2 separate regions of the Mus musculus genome follow, and region 2 is linked to region 1. Evidence: chromatin contacts called from public Hi-C data. All regions are on one chromosome and are shown on one strand. The core of a region is the stretch at or near the end of the contact, and the rest is flanking DNA. Distances in the headings are between cores, read along the strand shown. Region 1 has its middle 42 kb from the start of Gm33974. Region 2 has its middle 5.7 kb from the start of Gm1113.

Region 1 (4,586 bases), core at 2,051-4,550:
GAATATGTAAAGACTGTGGGACTTCTAAAGTTATTTAGATCTTGGGGATGAATAAGAATGTAAGGGTTGAGGCTTACTAGTGATGTGTTTGTGTGTCAAGTTGACAAGGGGTCAATTGTACTGGCTAGTTTTGTGTCAACTTGACACAGCTGGGGTTATCACAGAGAAAGGAGCTTCAGTTGAGGAAATGCCTCCATGAGATCCAACTGTAAGGCATTTTCTCAGTTAGTGATCAAGGGGGAAAGGCCCCTTGTGGTTGGGACCATCTCTGGGCTGGTAATCTTGGTTCTATAAGAGAGCAGGCTGAGCAAGCCAGGGGAGGCAAGCCAGTAAAGAACATCCCTCCATGGCCTCTGCATCAGCTCCTGCTTTCTGACCTGCTTGAGTTCCAGTCCTGACTTCCTTGGTGATGAACAGCAGTATGGAAGTGTAAGCCGAATAGACCCTTTCCTCCCCAACTTGCTTCTTGGTCATGATGTTTGTGCAGGAATAGAAACCCTGACTAAGACATGTACTTTCTTACGTACAATCATGTTTCAACTTAGAAAATATGTCTTTCCCCTATGGCAAAATGTGTGTGTGTGTGTGTGTGTGTGTGTATGTGTGTGTAAAGTATACCATGACTGGTCTGATGACAGGAATGTCAATCACTGTGACAAATGCTAGTGCTAAGGACATTATATTACCACATTTTGCTAATCTTTACAGCAATCACAAAAGATGGAAATTTTCTCCACTTTGGAGACAGAATAAAGCAAATTACTGGTGTCACAGCTAATAACAGAAAATGTGAGCTCTGAAACCAGATATGCCTGGTGCGGAGGCTTGCACACTGCTCTGCCCAGCACTGCCTGTCTGGTCTGTAAACACTGTAAACATTTCACTAGTCTTCCTCTGTGCTCTGGGCTCCAGCTCTAGATTAGCCACCACCCTCTCACCTCAGCAACCCTGCAGTGGTACCCAACCTTGGGCTCAGTCTACAGGGCCTCAGGCCTACCATGGCTGCCTTTCTGGTTGCCCCACAGTGCAGGCTCTCTCTCAGTAGCTGGTGTTTCCATCCGACTTACTGGTGGGAGCCTACTGGCACTTAGTTGGTGAAATGAATGTCACAAGAAGCCACCCCTTTTCAAGGAAAAGCCAAAATCAGATCCTGGGAAAGTCCCCATGCCAGTAGGGACTTGTTGAGAATGTCATTCAAGCTAAGTAGAGGACCTCAGTACCTGACTATCATCTCTCAGGAATCTGCCACTTGCAGTCAATGGTTGCTGAGAGAGACAGACACTCAGCATATGCAGAGTAGCTGTGGATAACCCAACAGTCGTACACATATAAGTGGCACTAATTGGAGCCAGGAAGAAATTAATAAACAATGAGGAGAGGAGGGCATGGAATTGGGAAGGTGTGAAGGCTAAGAGTGGAGGTGTAAGAGAGTGTAACGATGCTAAGCCCAAGGTTGTGTACCACTGCAGGGTTGCTGAGGTGGGAGGGTGGTGGCTAATCCAGAGCTGGGGCCCAGAGCACAGAGGAAGACTAGTGAAATGTTTACAGTGTTTACATATGGTTAAAACATATTATATGGGGCTGGAGAGATGGCTCAGTGGTTTAGAGCACTGACTGCTCTTCCAGAGGTCCTGAGTTCAATTCCCAGAAACCATAGGGTAGGTCACAACCATCTATAATGGGATCTGATCCTCTCTTCTGGTATGTCTGAAAACAGCAACAGTGTACTCATATACAGAAAATAAATAAATCTAAAAAAAAAAACCCATATTATGTGAAAGTGTGGGATTTTTTAAAGAACAACTAAACATATTTTAAAGATCCTATTTTGTTTCTATTTGTGTGGATATCTGTGTGTTTGTGTGAGTTATATACAGCACACGTGTGCAGGTGCCAGAGTGTGTCAGTTCCCTGGGAACTACACTTATGGGAGGTTGTGAGCGGCCTGATATGAGTTCGGGCAATCAAACCTGGGTCCTCTGCAAGAGCAATAAGTGCCCTCAGTTACTGAGCCATCTCTCCGGCCTTGAAAAAAACAACATGTTATTTAAAGAAAAATGTATTGTCCACCTTGATGAATCATCTCCCCTTTCACTGATCCCAACCACAGAGACACAGCTAGAAAAAATGGTCCAAAGACCATTGTCGGAGAAGCCTATTGTAAAGTGGGAAGGTTTTTAATTCTCTGTAAAGTATGTCCTTTAGGTTTTGGGAAAGCCACATTTCTCCCAGGGTCTCTACTGTTTGAACCAATTACATATCATCTCAAACTCACCTATTTATGTAACGGTTCAAATGTCTAGCATCTCATTTTGGTTGTCCCTTCAGAATGAATGGTTCTTTGAAGAGAGTGTCATTCTGCAGGTCCATGGGCTGCTAGAACAAGCCTGGGTCTGGGGCCTGACTCGGCACCCGAGGTGCGGGGTTGTCACACCTCCCTGGAAGAAGGGGACAGCCTTCTTTCATATAGCTTGAAGTGGAGCCTGTTTGAGATGGTGGCTGGGAGGATTAGGGACTGTGTGGAGGGCAGGGAGCAGGCTCCGCATCCAGCTAAGAACATGAGCAAGGGTGTTTTAGTGTGTGTGAGTAAGCGCTCAGGGGCACTGTTTATTTATTCTAGGAGAGGTTGCTAAGTTGGAGGTGTTTGCCAACAGAACACAGCCTGAGTGCCGTTTGTTTACTTAGAGGAGTGCAGAGAAGGACTTAGGGAGAGGCAAGTATAGGCTGTGGCTGTCTTGGAAGCCACATGCATGAAAGTTGCTGGGGGGCCACTCTCAGTGTTTGGTCCTGAGGATCTATAGAGCCCCCGTTAGGGTGGAGTCTCTGATTCCCTTTCTACCCTCTCTGTTTCAGAGATTCCTCACCCATGGTGGGTGGAATTGCTTAGTCTCTGCAGGTGGCTGCTCTCTTCCCTCCTGGAGGACTGTCTGGCTACTTAGTTTCTTTGGTTTCCACTCACTCACTCACTCACTCACTCGGTGCCTTCCAGTCAACAAGTTACTCAGCCTCACTGGACCTCCACCTCCCGTTCCCTAACTACAGACAGAGGTTGCTTTAATGTTTCCTTGGCTACACAGTTTCAAGACAACTCAGAGAGAGTGGGATGAGGCTCAGTGGGAGAGCTTTGCCTGCAGTGCCTAAGATCCTAGGTTTAACTTTCAGTACTGGAGGGAAGAAGGGGGAAAAAGAATGACTAGAGGGAGATATCAGCTCCTTTGCACCCCAATGGGACCTGTCAGCACAGATCCAGCTGTCATCCCAGTCCCCTGCCAGTCCAGGCCCCAAAGCACTTCCGCCCCTTGGCTCAGACTCAGCCTTTCTAATTGGTGATCTGGTTTTGTTTTTGTAAGCCTGAAGCCGCTGTTTCTGTAATGTCTCTCCCAGGTTATAGATCAGCTGTATTCCCTGTCTCCAGGTGAGACTCTCCCAACTCTGTTTAATTCCAGCCACAGGCCCAGGGCTGGGACAAGCTGAGTTTCAAAGTCAGTCCTTCTCGGTTGGGTGGCCCAGGGACTCCCCAAAGGTCTCTATCTCCCACCCCCCTTCCCTAAGGCCCCAGCAAACCGCCTGCAAGTCTCTAAGGGAGCTCTGGCTCCCAGACACAGGCTGGCTGGCAGCCAAGGGTGGTGTTCTGGCTCCAGTACCAGCCAGATGGGGTGGCAGGAGGGCTCTGTTAATCCCCCAGGAGAAAGCTCCTTGGCACACAGAGAAAAAAAAAAAAAACAGGGCTGCCAGCACTGTGCCCCAACCCTAGAGCCATGGAACATACCCCAAAGTCTTCCAGGCAGGCTTTCTACCTTTACTGTTCAGGGAGCATGGATTAGGGTCACAGCTGGGCACACAGAGGTAGCGAAGGGAGACTGAGTTCCTCTTCTCAGGTTAAGACTCTTATGTTAGTTGTTGTCTTTTCTTGTTTCTCTCAGAACTAGAGGATTATGAAGCCAGGGAGAGACGACCAGCATTTTGACCCCTATAGGCTGGTGACTTCTCAGGCTTGGGGAAAGAACTGGGGTTGCTGAACTCAAGGCTACCAACTCCTTCTTCTCCCCCACCCCCCAATGCCATCATCTATCTGCCCATGAGGGACACATGTGTGCATACACATCTACACAGCCAGCCTTCCACCACTGAGGCTGCATCTTTTGGTGCCATACAGAAGTAGATGGAATGCTGGAAAAATCACCCTAAGGCCAAAGAGAATCTGTGGAAAAACTGGAGAGGAGAGTAAAAGCAGATCTAGAGAAGGCAGCCAGCTAGGGAGGAGGTGTTCCACTCGCCCAGCAGACCTCCCGCTGTCCTCATTGGAGCCAGGGATACTGAGGGGCTCAGGCCCAGCCTTGGCCTGTGTTCTCCTCTGCATGCCTCCCTGGCATGTCACTTGCCAGGGGCTGCCAGATCCTACTTCTCTAGGGGTCTTACTCTAGTTCCAGGGCTGGTAAATATGATTCCTGACCCCAAGCCAATCCCTCCCCGTGCTTGGCTGTTACCAGTGTGAGAAGCATCAAGGATTGAGCCGTTTCTTTCTTTCTTTTTTCTTTTATCTGCCCTTCTTATTCCTGCCTGCGTTGCCTTCACCATCATCCATC
Region 2 (4,002 bases), core at 535-3,034, 160 kb after region 1:
AAGGTTTTAGGTTCTGTTCTCAGTAAAACACACACACACACATACACACACACACACACACACACACACACTTTATTCATTTTTCCTGTGTAATCACTTATTAGATTCAGAAAATTACTGTTATTTTCATTATGTGATGTAATACTTCATGAATATGTATTGTGCTCCTATTTGAAAACAAATATTAAAGTATTCATTGATCAAATATAATAATGTATTTTATATACCTAATATAAAGTCAATTATACTTCAGCCTTCTGTCCAGTTCTACACTGCCACAGTTCTACATTACTACATTGAAAGTCTGAATTTGTGGAATAGCTGTGTGAGGTGTGATGGGGGAGAGTAAGGAGCAAGGCCTGTCGGGGTGGTTAGAGCAGAGATGAGATTTTCTTCCTCAGAAGTCAGGAGGCACCAGGATCGGATAACCCTAAGGCAGGTGTAGCCCAGGGGCTGAGAAGTGAATGCTACCCTTGATGCATAGGTCTCACCCTAGGCAGGGAGGAAAATGTCAGCAGCCTGGATGGAGATTGGGGAGGTGGGATAGAATTAGAGACCCCCCCCCACTTTTGTTGTGCCTCCCAAATTTCTTAGTTTACTGGCACAGAAGAGCAAAAATGGTGATTTAGAAGAAGTAGTCTGGGGCTGGAATGTTTAAGACTAAGGTGCTGGCTGGGTGGTGGTAGCTCACACTTTAATCACAGTACTTGGAGGGAGAGACAGGCAGATCTCTGAGTCTGAAGTCACCCTGGTCTACAGAGTGAGTTCCAAGGACACCCAGGGCTACACAGAGAAATCCTTTCCTGGAAAACCAAACACCAAAACAAACAAAGAAAATAAAAAAACCAAACAAATAAAAGATCAAGGCATTGGAAGGCCAGGATGACTGGCTAGGTCTGCTCTCTGTTTCTAAGACTGTGCCTTGATGCTTCTGTTCTGGAGGGGACAAGCACCATGTCCTAATGTGACAGATGGGCCAAAAGGAATAAGCTCTTTTCACCAAGGACACCAATCCCACTCCCAGGGAAGGACTTCTGCTTTTTAGAAGTCCACTCCCTAATTAACGTTGCCCCAGCAACATGTAACTTTTGAAGAAACAAACCTCCTAGATTCTGGTGGACATTGGAAGGGAGAGGAAGCCCCTGGGAACAACTCTGATTTTAATGAACTAATGAAATGTGTATTTCTGCACACTTGAGTTTGTAGAGTAAGAGTCACTGTTGTTGTGATTGGCATTGCTCTTGTTACTATCAAACAGATCATGAGCTGTGACATTAGGTCTCACTGGCTGTTAGGTGCTGCTTGGTGCCAACAAAATGTCTAAGTTTCCTTTGCCAGCCTTCAGCTGCCAAGTTATTCCCTGGATTTTTCCTAGATAAAAGCAAGAAGGGACTTCTCTTAGGCCTGAGGTGACAGTATGGGGACAGTTATTTTCTGTTAAAAGGCCTGTCTAGAACACACAGGTTACACCTGAATTAAATCCAAACAGTATCTCTGTGTGCAAACCAGAGGGGGCATCTATCAAGACAAGCCCTCAACCTTTGACTGTAGGCCAGGCACCTGGGATCTGTGGAGAAATCCAGAGTCCACAGAAACCTCCAGCTTCTCTCTTCATCTTTCAGCACTGGCTGGCTTCCCTCTCCTCCTTTCAAAGCCCTCCACCCCAACCTGGCCCGGTGTTCCAAGTTTTCTGGCAAAGGCTCAGGAAGGAGTAGGGAGTTCCCTGAATTTCTCCATAGGCTTCAGGGGGGAGACTTGGCAACTGGGAATTGTCAGCCGTCTCCTTGGCAACTAGCAGCCAAATAATTCTGGGAATGGAGGCGGGAGGCGAGCTGTGTGCAGGGCAGCCAAGAGAAGCAGCCTCCAGCTCCAGAAAAACCTCAGTTCCTCATTATTTGTGCCAATTGGATCCTGTCGGGAGACAGAAACCAGGCACTAGCTGAAAAAGAACATTTAGCATAAAGAATTGATGACAAAGCCCAAGGTTAATTAGGTAAGGGGAGGGTAACCAGAGAAGGCTAAAATATGGGGAGGCTACACCTGCAAGGTCACCTTCTGCTCTCGGGGCTGGAGAAAGCCGGGAAGTTCTCAAGAAAGGGGCCTCTGAAGAGGGGACATACTCAGTTGGTGGTGGGGTCCTGGAGTGAGAAGGAAGGGCTTGTGTACCCAGACCTGGAGTCTCTTGGGCGGGAGTATAGGGGTGGATGTGGATAGTGGGGTCCACGATGATGTTACAAATGTGGAAGGCACCTGATGTAGGACGGCCAACCACTGCTGGGAGGAAGGAGGCACCATTTGGGTGCTACTCGCTGGGAGCACCAATGCTTGTCTAGCCATCCACTCCAGCCTGCACACGCCCTCTAGTGGCTGAAGCCAAAAAAGGAGTAGCTGGTAAAGCAGAAATAGGTCTACAGGGTTGAAGCCTGTTAAAAGGGTTATAAAGTGTTACAAAGCTGAATGTAGAGACTATAAGCTCGGGGCTGGGAAACAAGAGCCTACTATTTGCCAAGGGCCAGAAAGTTGGAACTCCCAACCTTGTTGCTTATAGAAAAAGCAATACTTTTCATCAGGTTTTGGTTCCCGAAGAATCACATGAGGAGGTATGGAGAGTATGGGCCCCCACCCCCAGGTCCCACCTCTATGGCCTGAATCTGACTTCTTTGGAATGATTATTGAAAGTCTCAGGTTCTGACAGCTGGGAAGAATTCAAACTGGTTTTACATTTACTTATTCAAAGATTTTTTTTTCATTTTAAATTGTGTTAGTGTGTATGTGTGTGCTCATGGTGCATGCATGTATGTACATGTGCCACACATGAATGCAGGCACCCTCAAAGGTTAGAAGTGTCAGCTTCCCCTAGAACTGGAGATATAGAGAATTGTGAACTGCCTATTATAGGTGCTAGGAACTGAACCTGGCTCCTATGGAAGAGCAAGAAGCGCCCTTACTTAACAGCTGAGCCACACCCAAATATATCGTGTGTGTGTGTGTGTGTGTGTGTGTGTGTGTGTGTGTGTGTTTGTGTGTGTGTGCATGAGCCTGCACCATGGCATGTGAAGATTAGAGGACTAAACTATACTAACTATAATAAAACTACAATATTACTAACTATGTCTGCGTTTAAAAAGTAGTTGAGCTTTCTACCTCCTATTTTAAAGAGATGCAAGATTTAAATGTAATATTTAAAACATTTTGTGAGAAAACAATGCTAGGAGACTATACAATCTACTATACAATCTAGATTCTGAGATTTTAACAAAATAGAAAATCTGGACTCTATAGAACAAAGGGAAGATAGCAGATATAAATAGAGCATAGAAGATATTTTAATATATATCATGAATAAAGGGTTCACATCTATAATACAAAATGTAGTCCTTACCCATCCATAAGAAAAAAAAAACATTACCTGGCATTTAAAAGGGCAAAAGATGAAGAGTCCCGGAACTGACCCTGTGCCAAGCTCTCCATACCCAAATCCTACCAGGAGAGAGCTGATTTCCCAGGAATGCTGACATACCTGAGAGCACAGGTGAGACCACCACTTCTTCTCTGAGGGACCTGTCTGGAGCCCTCAGGACACAGGAACTGAGGAGCAGCCTGGGACAGAATCCTTCCAGTTTCCATCTACACCTGGAGCTGACCCTGTGCCACAGCTCTCTATACCCAAATTCCACCCAGAGAGAGTTGGTCTCCCAGGAGTGCTGACACACAGGCTTACAGGAGAGACAAGGCACAGTCAGAGACAGCAAGACTAGCTAACACCAAAGATAACCAGATGGTGAGAGGCAAGTGCAAGGATATAAGCAACAGAAATCAAGGCTAGTTGGCATCACTAGAACCCAGTTCTCCCACCACAACAAGCCCTGGACACCCCAAGACACTGGAAAAGCAAGACTCTGATTTGAAATCACATCTCATGATGATAATAGAGGACTTTAAGAAGGACATAACTAGTTCCCTTAAAGAATTACAGGAAAACACAGGTAAACAGCTAGAAGC

Evidence for each region. A called contact is a pair of places that touch in the nucleus more often than the background predicts.
Region 2: a Hi-C map of cerebral cortex shows a contact between it and region 1, with 2.7 times the contacts expected there. The contact joins two enhancer-like sites. A contact is called at or near these places in 2 of 15 datasets of contacts at CTCF or cohesin (the NIH/3T3 cell line and large pre-B cells), 7 of 484 Hi-C or Micro-C datasets (the HL-1 cell line, cerebral cortex, nephron progenitors and 2 more), 4 of 115 datasets of contacts at active chromatin or transcription factors (embryonic fibroblasts, heart atrium, neural progenitor cells and 1 more) and 3 of 9 other capture datasets (adipose tissue, embryonic stem cells and liver).

Annotation. Positions count from the first base shown.
Region 1 is chr9:35,357,286-35,361,871 of GRCm38.p6, forward strand. No RefSeq gene overlaps it. Among named protein-coding and RNA genes, the nearest start is that of Gm33974, 42 kb to the left of the region's middle. Within about 2 kb of position 3,301, at least 130 of the 459 cell types and tissues checked have an H3K27ac peak or open chromatin away from gene starts, as enhancers often do. A contact at or near this core is called in adipose tissue, cerebral cortex, heart atrium and 2 more, where this site is marked.
Region 2 is chr9:35,521,982-35,525,983 of GRCm38.p6, forward strand. No RefSeq gene overlaps it. Among named protein-coding and RNA genes, the nearest start is that of Gm1113, 5.7 kb to the left of the region's middle. Within about 2 kb of position 1,785, at least 104 of the 459 cell types and tissues checked have an H3K27ac peak or open chromatin away from gene starts, as enhancers often do. A contact at or near this core is called in adipose tissue, cerebral cortex, heart atrium and 2 more, where this site is marked.